Linked DNA regions of Mus musculus: regions 2 and 3 are each linked to region 1. The links are chromatin contacts, called in public promoter capture Hi-C maps. All regions are on one chromosome and are shown on one strand. The core of a region is the stretch at or near the end of the contact, and the rest is flanking DNA. Distances in the headings are between cores, read along the strand shown. Region 1 holds the start of Crocc (ciliary rootlet coiled-coil, rootletin). Region 2 holds the start of Akr7a5 (aldo-keto reductase family 7, member A5 (aflatoxin aldehyde reductase)). Region 3 holds the start of Micos10 (mitochondrial contact site and cristae organizing system subunit 10).

Evidence for each region. Promoter capture Hi-C pulls out the DNA fragments that hold promoters and counts their contacts.
Region 2: a promoter capture Hi-C map of pre-B cells shows a contact between it and region 1, with 4 times the contacts expected there. The contact joins the promoter of Akr7a5 here to the promoter of Crocc in region 1. A contact is called at or near these places in 4 of 39 promoter capture datasets (cranial neural crest, hippocampal neurons, liver and 1 more).
Region 3: a contact with region 1 is called in a promoter capture Hi-C map of pre-B cells, with 4 times the contacts expected there. The contact joins the promoter of Micos10 here to the promoter of Crocc in region 1. A contact is called at or near these places in 2 of 39 promoter capture datasets (hippocampal neurons and pre-B cells).

The regions. Positions count from the first base shown.
Region 1 is chr4:141,052,249-141,055,575 of GRCm38.p6, reverse strand. It overlaps Crocc (ciliary rootlet coiled-coil, rootletin), which reads left to right and starts at 1,915. Exons shown (of 37, transcript NM_172122.2): 1 at 1,915-2,056; 2 at 2,485-2,626. The coding sequence starts at 1,997.
Region 2 is chr4:139,309,124-139,312,610 of GRCm38.p6, reverse strand. It overlaps Akr7a5 (aldo-keto reductase family 7, member A5 (aflatoxin aldehyde reductase)), which reads right to left and starts at 1,867. Exons shown (of 7, transcript NM_025337.3): 1 at 1,535-1,867. The coding sequence starts at 1,856. Slc66a1 (solute carrier family 66 member 1) reads left to right here and starts at 1,903. Exons shown (of 9, transcript NM_145384.3): 1 at 1,903-1,982.
Region 3 is chr4:139,129,345-139,132,563 of GRCm38.p6, reverse strand. It overlaps Micos10 (mitochondrial contact site and cristae organizing system subunit 10), which reads left to right and starts at 1,451. Exons shown (of 4, transcript NM_001163006.2): 1 at 1,451-1,642. The coding sequence starts at 1,579.

The sequences.
Region 1 (3,327 bases), core at 666-3,165:
GGATTGGCCTCAAACACGATTCTTCTGTCTGTACTTCCAAAGTGCTGGGGTGACAGACCTGATCCGCCATGCCTGCTTCAACCCACGCTCGTGATATAAGGAACCTATGGTGTTGAGTCCCTCTGACTTACTCCGCTCTTAAAGGTCCCATCACCTCTCAACATTCACATCGGCGACCACATTTCACCAAGAGTTTGGGAAGGGACAAATGTATCTTTTGTTCTCCTGATCTAATTGTCTCAGAGGCTTCCTGCCTCTTCTCCTAACCTGAGCCTAGTCCCGGAAGCTTCTAGCCTCCATACAATCTTATCTAGGCCTAGAGTGTTTTCAGCCTCTGAGACTTACTGCTGAATAAGCTCACCCTTTCTAGCTCTTTCTGAACACGGGCTGGTTGGTCAACTGTTCTGGCTCGAAACTTCTCCCCACACTGACTGGTTCAGACTGGCTTCTTTCAGCTGCTGACTGAATTGCTCTGCTTGGTCTAGTACTAACTCTGGCAATCTGTCCTAATCTTCTGCCTCCGGCTCATTCTCTGGCTTCTTCTGTCCTGTGTCTAGCTTGTACTCTCTTCAGCTTGTGTCTGTACAACTCTCCCGGTAAAACGTCCTCTCTCCCCTTCTCTCTCTGCGCTGCTCTCTTTGGTAGCCTCCAGACCTCCATAGCAGCTTGGGGGCGCCTACCTTCTTGTCCAGGTGTACATTGGAAACATATGCAGTACGGATTCCTTAGTTGGGAAGAAGCGATCCAGTCTGGACTAAAGTGTGTGTATGCAGCGCCTACCGCATCCTTCTCTCTGACTTGGATACCGCAGCAGGTCTTGAAGACCAAGGGGCCTGGCTTTGCCCTTTAGGCATTTTGGGGAGTCTGCTTGGTCTAAGGGGAGGTGAGCTTCAGGCTTACACTTCTTCATAGTGTGTCACCTTGAATAGGTGAGTCCTCCACCCCTCTGAGCCTTGTTTTGCTCATCCGGAAATAGGCTGATAGGAGGACTAGATGAATTTGACACACCCTAGAACTCAGGAACCTGGAGAGTAGAAACCAGCAGGTAAGTGCTAAAGTGAGCTGCTATGAGCTTAGCCTTGCCCTGTGTGTTTCTGAACCCCTCCCTGCTTTCAGCACCCTTCAGTTCCCTCAAAGACCCTACTCTCGTTTACAGATAGGGAAACTGAGGCCAGGAGAGGTAATTTATCCAGGACCATACTGCTAACACATGGCAGGCCATCGACTCCGGGTCCTTACCATTGTGCCACACAGCCTCCTTGCTTCTGGGAGGGAAACTGCTCTCAGACTTTGGGGGCCCAGGGACTGTGCACGTTGAGTTTTCTCCTGAGTGAAGACAATGTTTACCCAGTGTTCCCTGGGTGAACTGGCACCCAGTTATGTGCTGTGGACGGGCAGATGCTTTGCTCCCAGGAGCTCAATGGTGCCAGCTCTGACACAGGAGGATGCTGGGACACAGCCGGGGGCGGGGCTTGGACCGGCTCAGTTCCTAGTCTTGTCTGAGCGCCTGCTTTCTTTGCTTCCAACCTGTAGTGCACAAGCATCTCCCTGCCTAGCAGCAGGCTGTAAATAGGTTCTGAGCAGACCACGTGAGCTCGCCCGTTCCGGGTCAGAGAAGATGCTCTGTGAGCTAGGGACTCTGGCCTCGGGCAGCCGGGCTTGTAAGGCTGCAGTGCCCACAGACTGGGGAGGGAGGAGGGAGTGGGGAACACTGTTCCCTACCATTCATGGTCTCCTCCCTGAGTGCTGTCTGGGCCCTCCCTCCTCATGCACCTCTGATTCCTGCTGCTCTTCCCCTCCTCTCCCTTCTGAGTCCCTCCCCACCCCCTGCGTAGTCACGTGGGGGCACCATCGGATTTAAGCTTAATCTGCCGGGCTGCTCAGCCCAGCAGCCTGGCATTGGTGTGTTAGTGCGTTGGTGCATGTAGCTGAGACGCTCTTCGACCTCTGTACTTTGAGGAGGGGGGCTGTGGAGTGCCCACAGACCCCCCTCTCCATGAGCCTGGGGCTGGCAGGATCTCTGCAGGCTCAGCTGGCACTGGAGATTGTGATCCAGGTGGGTCCGGAGGGCCGGGCCGTGTCCACCCTGTCCAGGGGCAGAGCAGGGCAGAAGAACCGACCTTGTAGTAGTGGTGAGAGGTGGTGAGTGGAGGGAAGTGTGGGGAAGTGTGCGAGGGTTGCAGTTTGCAGGTCAGGGGGCCACACAGGCCAGTGCTGGGACTCCTTAATCTCAGTGCACAGTAGTGGGGGAAGGGCCCCTCGTGGACTTTAGGGATTACTGGCCTCTGGCACAGCAAGATCCTCCTACCTTCTCTGCCCTTCAGGTCCTGCTGGGGCCCAGCGCTAGGAGAGACACTGAGCAGGCGCTCTCTGCAGTTTACCCTTGTTTCCTAGTTTCTCTAGGACTTGGGCCACAGGATTTGCCCAACTCTCAGGCCAGGAAGTCAGGGGTCTAGGATCCCTGAAAACTCTCTCTTCTCACAGTCTCTGGAGAACTGTGTTCTGGGACCAAACCAAGAGAAGAGCCTGAGTGTGCAGAACCGGGTCCAGGACTTCCAGGGAGCCAGCCTGCTTGTCTGCGCCAGGGAGGTCATCGCCAGCAACCTCTCCCGGCCTGAGACCCCAGGTACCACCTCCCTACCCTGTCCAGGTCCTTCTCCCTTCTCAGCAGCAGGGACACAGATGGTGCTGCTGTGTAGTGTAGTGCTGTGTGTGTGTGTGTGTGTGTCGGTAAGCGTGCACACACGTGCGCGAATACATGTATGTTGTAATGTGTGGCTCATACACACGTGTGTACAGGTACATTTCCTGTGAGCACGAGGATGACAAAGAAGTGCTCTGGTGTTCTCCACCGCTTCCCTTACCTCAGGATCTCGCACAGCTTGGAGCTAGGCTGCCAGCCAGCAAGTCCTACTGATTTTCTCGGCTCTTTGCCAAGTCGCTTTTGGGTTACAGGTGCCCGAGGGGCCATGCCCAGCTTTGTACATGGGTGCTGGGATTTGAACTTAGATACTCATGCTTGTGTGTAGCAAGTGCCCTAATGTGCTGATCCACGTGCTCAGCCCCAGACCCTACTCCTTGAATGCACATAGGGAGACAGGCACAGCTCTGTGATGAAGGAGCCTCCAGAGCCTGAGATGCAATTATTTTATTTACTCCCCATGTGGCACAGCTTTAAGAGAGGGCGGGGCTAGCCCTTTCCACTCATTGCTTCAGATTTGAACACCAGATACTGAATTTTCTACCGGAGATGGTGTGAGCTGTCTGAGGCTAAGGGATGGGGTTGGGGCCAGCTCAGACCAGGCTCTTATAGGGGCTTAAAAAGCA
Region 2 (3,487 bases), core at 618-3,117, 1.7 Mb after region 1:
TCCCAGGGTATCCAGTACCCTCTGTGGGCTCACACATACATGCAGGTAAAAAAAAAAAAAGTTAGGGAAGAGACACGGGGGCCTGAATGTGTTCCTTGAAAGCCATCAATCTTAACACAAATCCCTTTCAGACCCTCAGAAGCCTGTAATGCAAGCGTACTGTAGCTGCTCCTCAGTGCTCTGCACTGTTTCTTCCCAGATATGGAACCAACTACCTGGACTGATGGACGACGGCGGAAGGATGGATGGATTCTGGCAAGAACAAGGGGAGCCCTCTGATCCCACAGGATAAAGGCTAGAAGACCACAGCATCTCCTTACTACAACACCCGCCCCAGCCCCAAGGCATTCTTTCTGTAACCTTTTGCCTGAGGACTTTGGCCCATTGAGTCTTCAGAAGCAGAAATGGGCTAAAGAAGGGGGGGTTGGGGGAGAAAACTGAAATGTTCATTATCAGTAATGTATGTCATCCAGGTGAACTCTACAGCATTCGGCTTGAGAGATCCACTCACTTAAGTGAGCTTTACCCCATGTGAGTCTATGGAGCCCACTGTACAGGAACCGGGAGGAAGAACCTCAGAACAGGTAAAAGTGAGGCCTCTTTACGTATCAGGCACCCTCCTGAGACTCCAATAGCTTCAAGCAAATGAAGGGCGGTTCCCCTCCCCTTCCAACGCGGGACACGCGTCACTGATCACACACGTACTTTGCAACTCTCAAACTCCATATTCCAATAGCTAGGATTGCAGTCTCCGGTGCACCCTACTTACACTGTAGGGCCCATCCCCAGTTCTCTATGGGCTCTGCCTACTGCTCTTCCCGACAAGCTACTCTTTCCTGCACTCCTCAGCAATCGCGGCTACAGTCTTCCTCGTTGGACCTTTAACTCTCCGTGGAGAAATCACTTCTCCCACGGTAGCCTACAGAGCTACAGAGTTTGCCATTGTAAGACCTGGCACAGAGAATGGGCACAAAGGCCGAAATGCCCTCTCCCGACGCCACCTTTCCGCCCCTGCCCCCAGCTGGGCCCTAGGCATTGTTGCCACAGGTCTCCTTGAGATCCACAGGTGCTGTCGACTGCACGGGACAAAGTCTAGTCCGGACAAAAGACCGGAATGATAAGCATTCTCCAGGAGCGCAGAGGTGGTGAGGGCAAGAGGGGTAGGCACGAACAAAAAGCCTGGTGGGGATGGGGGGCGTGTCGGGGGTGGGGGGGCGGCTATGGACAACGGTTGGCCGGGAGGCAGGGATTGCGGTAGGAAGCAAAGCGCCCAGAGTAGGCTAAACATTAGCGTAGGAAGCTTCCTCGCACCCGCCTCGGTAGCTGCAACTAGAAGTTTCTAAGGAGAGGCGGGACAAAGTTCAGTTCACTAGTTCAGGACTCCAGTTGCCTTGGGAGCTTGGGGTAGACCCAGCTGTGGATCCGGAGCTTCCGAAGCTCCTGGATGCAGATCCTGGCTGGTGCACGCCGGTTGCGGGCACCGGCTCAGCTCTACTCGGTGCGGGGGGCGGGGGAGGCCGGGTGCAGCGGTTACCTGTGCAGTCGCCGCTGCCCAGCCCGAGCCCCAGGCCGCCCAGGATGTTCTCGGACTGGCCGTCGCAGTACATGAAGGCCGTGTCCAGCTCGCTGTGGCCGCGCTCCAGGAAGGCGCGGACCGAAGCGGCGCTAGCACTCGCATCCATGCGACGCCCCATCTCCATGGTGCCCAGCACCGTAGCGGGCCGGAGAGGGGCGCCAGAGGCGGCGCGGGGTGGCGGAGGCCGGGACATGGCGAGAGGACGCCCGACCGAAGTCCCGGAGCGCTGCGCGGAGCGAACAGCAGCGCGGCCCACGGCTCTGGACGCTGCACGCAGCATGGAGACTGCGCCTGCGCACTCGAAGCTTCAGGCTCCGCCCACGGCGGGGGGCGGGACTTCGCGGAGGTCAGCTGATCCCGGCGGGCTCGGATCCTGAAGCTGACACCGGCTGTGGATCTTGAACTGGTGAGGATGAAGGGGGCTGGCGGCTGTCCCGGGCTGGGGGGTCGGGACTCCAGACGCGCCCAGCTAAGTCTTTTCTACACCCTCCTCCAGCTCTGCACGGTCCCCGGCGCTGGTCCCCTCCTGGGGAGCGGGATCGTGGGTCTCTGCCCAACCTGGCCAGGGATCCGGGACGGCCCCACTTCTTACCTGCAGGTCCTTGCCTTCCGGCCTCTCGGCTTCCCTGGACTGGGCGGCCTTGTTTTCCCTGCTCTGGGTGGGGGCCTCGCGGCGCTTGCCCCAGCCGCTGCCCTATCATTATCCCTCCGAACCCGCAGAGTCACCGGAAGGAGTTAGAGCCTTGGTTTGGAGGCCAGGAATGGGTAGGATCCCGGAGCCATTGCGCTCCCCTGACACATTCTCCGTAGCTCTGCAGGTAGGGAACCCAGAATGTCCCATTCCTCGCCAAGCTCACCGCAGGATTCCACAGAGGGCTGGTTAGAAATGTGAGGTAAAGGCAGGCGGATATCTGAGTTCGAGGCTACCCTGGTCTACAGAGCTAATTTCAAGGCAGCCAGGGGCTACACAGAGAAACCCTGTCTCAAACTGCTCCCGTTCCCACCTGCCCAAAAAAGAAAGAAAGAAGTGTGTAGTTTCAGGTTCACTTCGTGTGTACTCCATGCTACAATGTGGTCCAGGGGGCTACAGCAAGAACAGAATATTACTGTTGACTGTGCCAGATAGGCTTTGGTGGGAAGCACCTTCCTGGCTTTGCTTGGAATTGGGGAAGAGCTGGATGTGGCAGGAGATACTGTCTCCTGGCCAGCCTTTACGGACATGAGCCGCGAAAGCCAATCCCCTAGTGGGGAATGTATGTAGCTCAGTGGTAGAGCACTTGACTAGCGTGGGATATGGAGGTTTGGCCTGGGTTTTATTGTAGTCTGCATGCAGTTTAGGAGGTAAGTAAGTGCCTTTTAGGATTTCCTTCATTGTATACATCAGAATGCTGAAACTCCAACACTTGCCCAGAGCGACATCTCAGCCCTGGGCCCGCTCAATTTACAAGTTTCCTTGCATACGCTTCCCGCTCCCGCCTCCCCTCTTTTTTCTTGTTCTGTTTCTTTCCTCCTTTTTTTTTTTTCTCTTCATCATGCTTCCTTCCCTCTCCCTCTCCCTCTCCTTTACATTTTCCGAGCCTTTTGTTGTACAGCTGGTGCATCCAGACCCACGAGACTGGGAAGGATACAGACAGGGGAGAGGGGAGAGAGACTTGCTTGAAGAACACTGGTTAACAGGGACAGTGTTGCCTCTTCTCCAGGATTGTGTTCCAGGGGACTGGAGGCGGTGGCGGCAATGTCCCTTGGATAGGCAAGTTAGAAATGGGTCAGGGTATCTCTACTAGGCATTTGTGATAGAGAAGGATTCCCTAGAGGAAGAGAGAGGCTGTGCAGGTGCCTGGGACTCTGAGGACCTGGGGCAGGAGATGAGGTTAGGAGGGTCATTCTTGGGGTCCTTAGGACCTTGCCTCT
Region 3 (3,219 bases), core at 202-2,701, 1.9 Mb after region 1:
AGGGCTGCTTCAGACTGTCCACAGCGCTGACGTGGCCTCGAGCTCTACCAGGGGTGTGATTCTGCCAGCTGCAGATGGTTTCTGCGACTGTGTGACGTTTGGATCCTGGGGACTTTCCAAAGGGTCTATAAATGCTAGGGCCTCAAGGGGCAGGTTGTTGGTGGGTTGCTGCTGGTTAAGTAGTAAAGTGGGAAGAAACAATAAGAAACTAGCTATTCTGCTGGAGAAGATCAAGCTTGCTCCAAGGAACTCAATGCCCCTCATCAGCAGGAAACAGTCTAATGATAACGTCACCTGTTGCCCTATCCTTTCTTATCGCCTATCTAGTGTTAGGGGGTTGAGTGGGTGGAAGAAAAGAAGTATCTATAAAGTAACACTGGTTGCGCTTTAGGGCTGTTTAGGTCACTCGGCAAGTAATAGCACTGCCTCTAAGTCTGGTGATCTGCGTTCAGTCCCTGGCACCCACAGGGTGGAGGGGCACCCACTCCCACTAGCTGTCCTCTGACTCCCACATGTGCCATTATAGGGCATGCGCAGGCACCCACACACTCTGTATAAAATGCAGCAGGGTGGGGGGTTGTTTTTAAATCCATTTGAATGGAAGTCGTTCATGCTCAAATAAATACTCCCCGACTGTGGCCATGCAGACAACCCTAATTAAACTGTGGATGGAGTGGTGCACATCTTTGATCTCAGCCCTACAAGGCAGAGACAGGTAGATCTCTTAATTCAAGGCCAGCCTGCTCTACAGAGCCAGGTCCAGGACAGCCAGGGCTACACAGAGAATCCCTGTCTCTGAAAAACAAAACAAAACAAAACAGAGACAATCAGAGAAACAGAAAACAAAACCAAACCCTCATATAACATGCCGGGCAGTGGTGGCACATGCCTCTAATCCCAGCACTTGGGAGGCAGAAGCAGGGGTTTTCTGAGTTCAAGGCCAGTCTGGTCTACAGAGTGAGTTCCAGGACAGCCAGGGCTACACAGAGAGACCCTGCCTCAAAAAAAAAAAAAAACAAAAACAAAAACAAAGTATATAACATATATATATATATATATATACACACACACACACACACACATTATTTTATTTGTTATATGTTTTATTATATATAATATAGATATATAATATACGTATATTTTATATATATACATGTATACATATACATACACACATATATACACATACACACATGAGGAAGATGGGGTTCAGTAGGTATAAAATGGAGGATGAAAGAGGGCAACAGTAGAACGGGAGGAGGGCAATGGCCAAAATAATTATGTACAAATATGAAAAACCCAGGAAAGACAAGGCCTTCTGTACTCTGGATGTAGTCAGTCTTCGCTTCCCTTCCGCTATCTCCAAGGTCAGGGTCACCTCCGGCTCCCAGGCAACCTGTCACCTTGACGACCGAGCGAAGAAAAGCCGGAAGCCAGGGACGACGTATGTGATCCCGCGATATTTGGCGCGCCGGCTCCGGCCGGAAGCTTATGGTGGCGGCCGGCTCTCGCGAGACTTGCCATCAGTAGGAGCGCGGGGGCCGGCCGTGAAGAGTGCTGGAGTTGCCAGTGAGGAACATGTCGGAGTCCGAGCTGGGCAGAAAGTGGGACCGGTGCATGGCCGACACGGTCGTGAAGCTAGGTGAGCTCATCTGCCTCTGGTAGGCCCTGGGCTGGAGCCGAGCGGCCCGCGCGCGGACGGGAAGCCGCAGGGGTCAAGCCGCGGCCTGCTGCTGTCTGGACGGCGGGGCGCGCTGAGCTGCGGGGCGCTGACAGGTGACGACTGTCAAGCGGGGCGGCGAGGGCGACGAGGGCGACGAGGGCGGCGAGGACAACGGGCCGAAGGGCGCGGGAGTTTCCGAGGTGGCTGGAGGTGCAGGCCCGGGGAAGCAGCGGTGCTCCGGGAGTGGGAAGGCGTGCGGGACGCGCCGGGAAACTCTGTCACTCCATGCCCCATGTCCCCCGGGTTAGGCGAGCAGCCGGCCGGAGCGCAGACGGCTCCCCAGCCGGGAGCAAGCGGCCTTCGGAAGAAGGTCATAGAAGAAGGCGCTTAACCGCCTCCGTCGGGCCGCGCTGGCAATTGCGGTCGTGCCCGGCCTCATTGATCCGAACCCGCCTCGGGTCTGCAGTTGGAGCCGGGGGTTATTCTCCGGAAGAATGGCCGCAGTCAGATAGATCGCGGCCACCGCCGGCCCCCTCGGTAGTCCAGGTTGTCTCTTTGGACACGCGTCCTGTGACGACACACTTTGTGAGGTCACGGGGTCGGGGAAGGAGGCTCGGGGGGCGGGGGTGTCCCATATAATAGTGATGGTGATGCAGATGTTAGGCGCGCTGCTCGCCACGGTAGCTCGGAAATGACCTGTCTCGTCGTGAGTTGGAGCTCGGTGAAGGAGCTTGCCTGAAATCGCGTTGCTGATAATGTGGCATAGTTGAGAATCCCTCCCCCCCCAGGATTTCTTCCTTGGGGTTCTCAGGCTCTCTGCTGATCCTCGTCCACTCCATCTTTCTCTTGTTGATTGTCTGCAGCTATTGGTGTGTAGGCCAGAGATCGATGATGAGTGGCTTCCCTCCCTCAGTAGCTCTTTGCCCTATTTATTGAGACAGTGCCTCACTATGGAGACCTGGCTGGCCAGGAAAACTATGTCAGCCAAGTTAGCCCTGAACTCAGACACTCTCTGCTGGATTTAAAGGTGTGCACCACTACACAGGACTCTCACAGGAACTGGAGCGCATCAGTTTGCCTAAACTGGCTGCCCATTGAGTTTTGATCGGCCTTCTCCCCCTCCCCAGCATTTTTTCATGGGTGTTGAGGATTTGAGCTCAAGTCTTTTTTTTTTTTATGCCAGGGGCTTTATTATCCACTGAGCTGTCTCTCCAATTCCTCCGACTCTTTCTTCTATACTAACATTTATTGTTGAAACTTAGATCCCATTCTCTCCCCCCCGCCCCCCCCCCGTTTTTGAAACTGGTACTCCTGCATAGTCTTGAACCAACAGATCTGCCAGCCTCGGCCTCACAAGTGAAGCGAGTGAAGGTGTGTGCTGTCACACATAGGTTCATATTTTATACTTCTTGCATGGAAATTATTTACGAGAACTTAGGATTATATCCTTAGATGAATATTATCAGGAAAGAATGAAATCGTGAGCTCATGGAAAGTAGATATGTTTTCTGTTTTTGTTTTTTCCCACCGTTTCCTAAGCCCCAGAAGACTGAGTG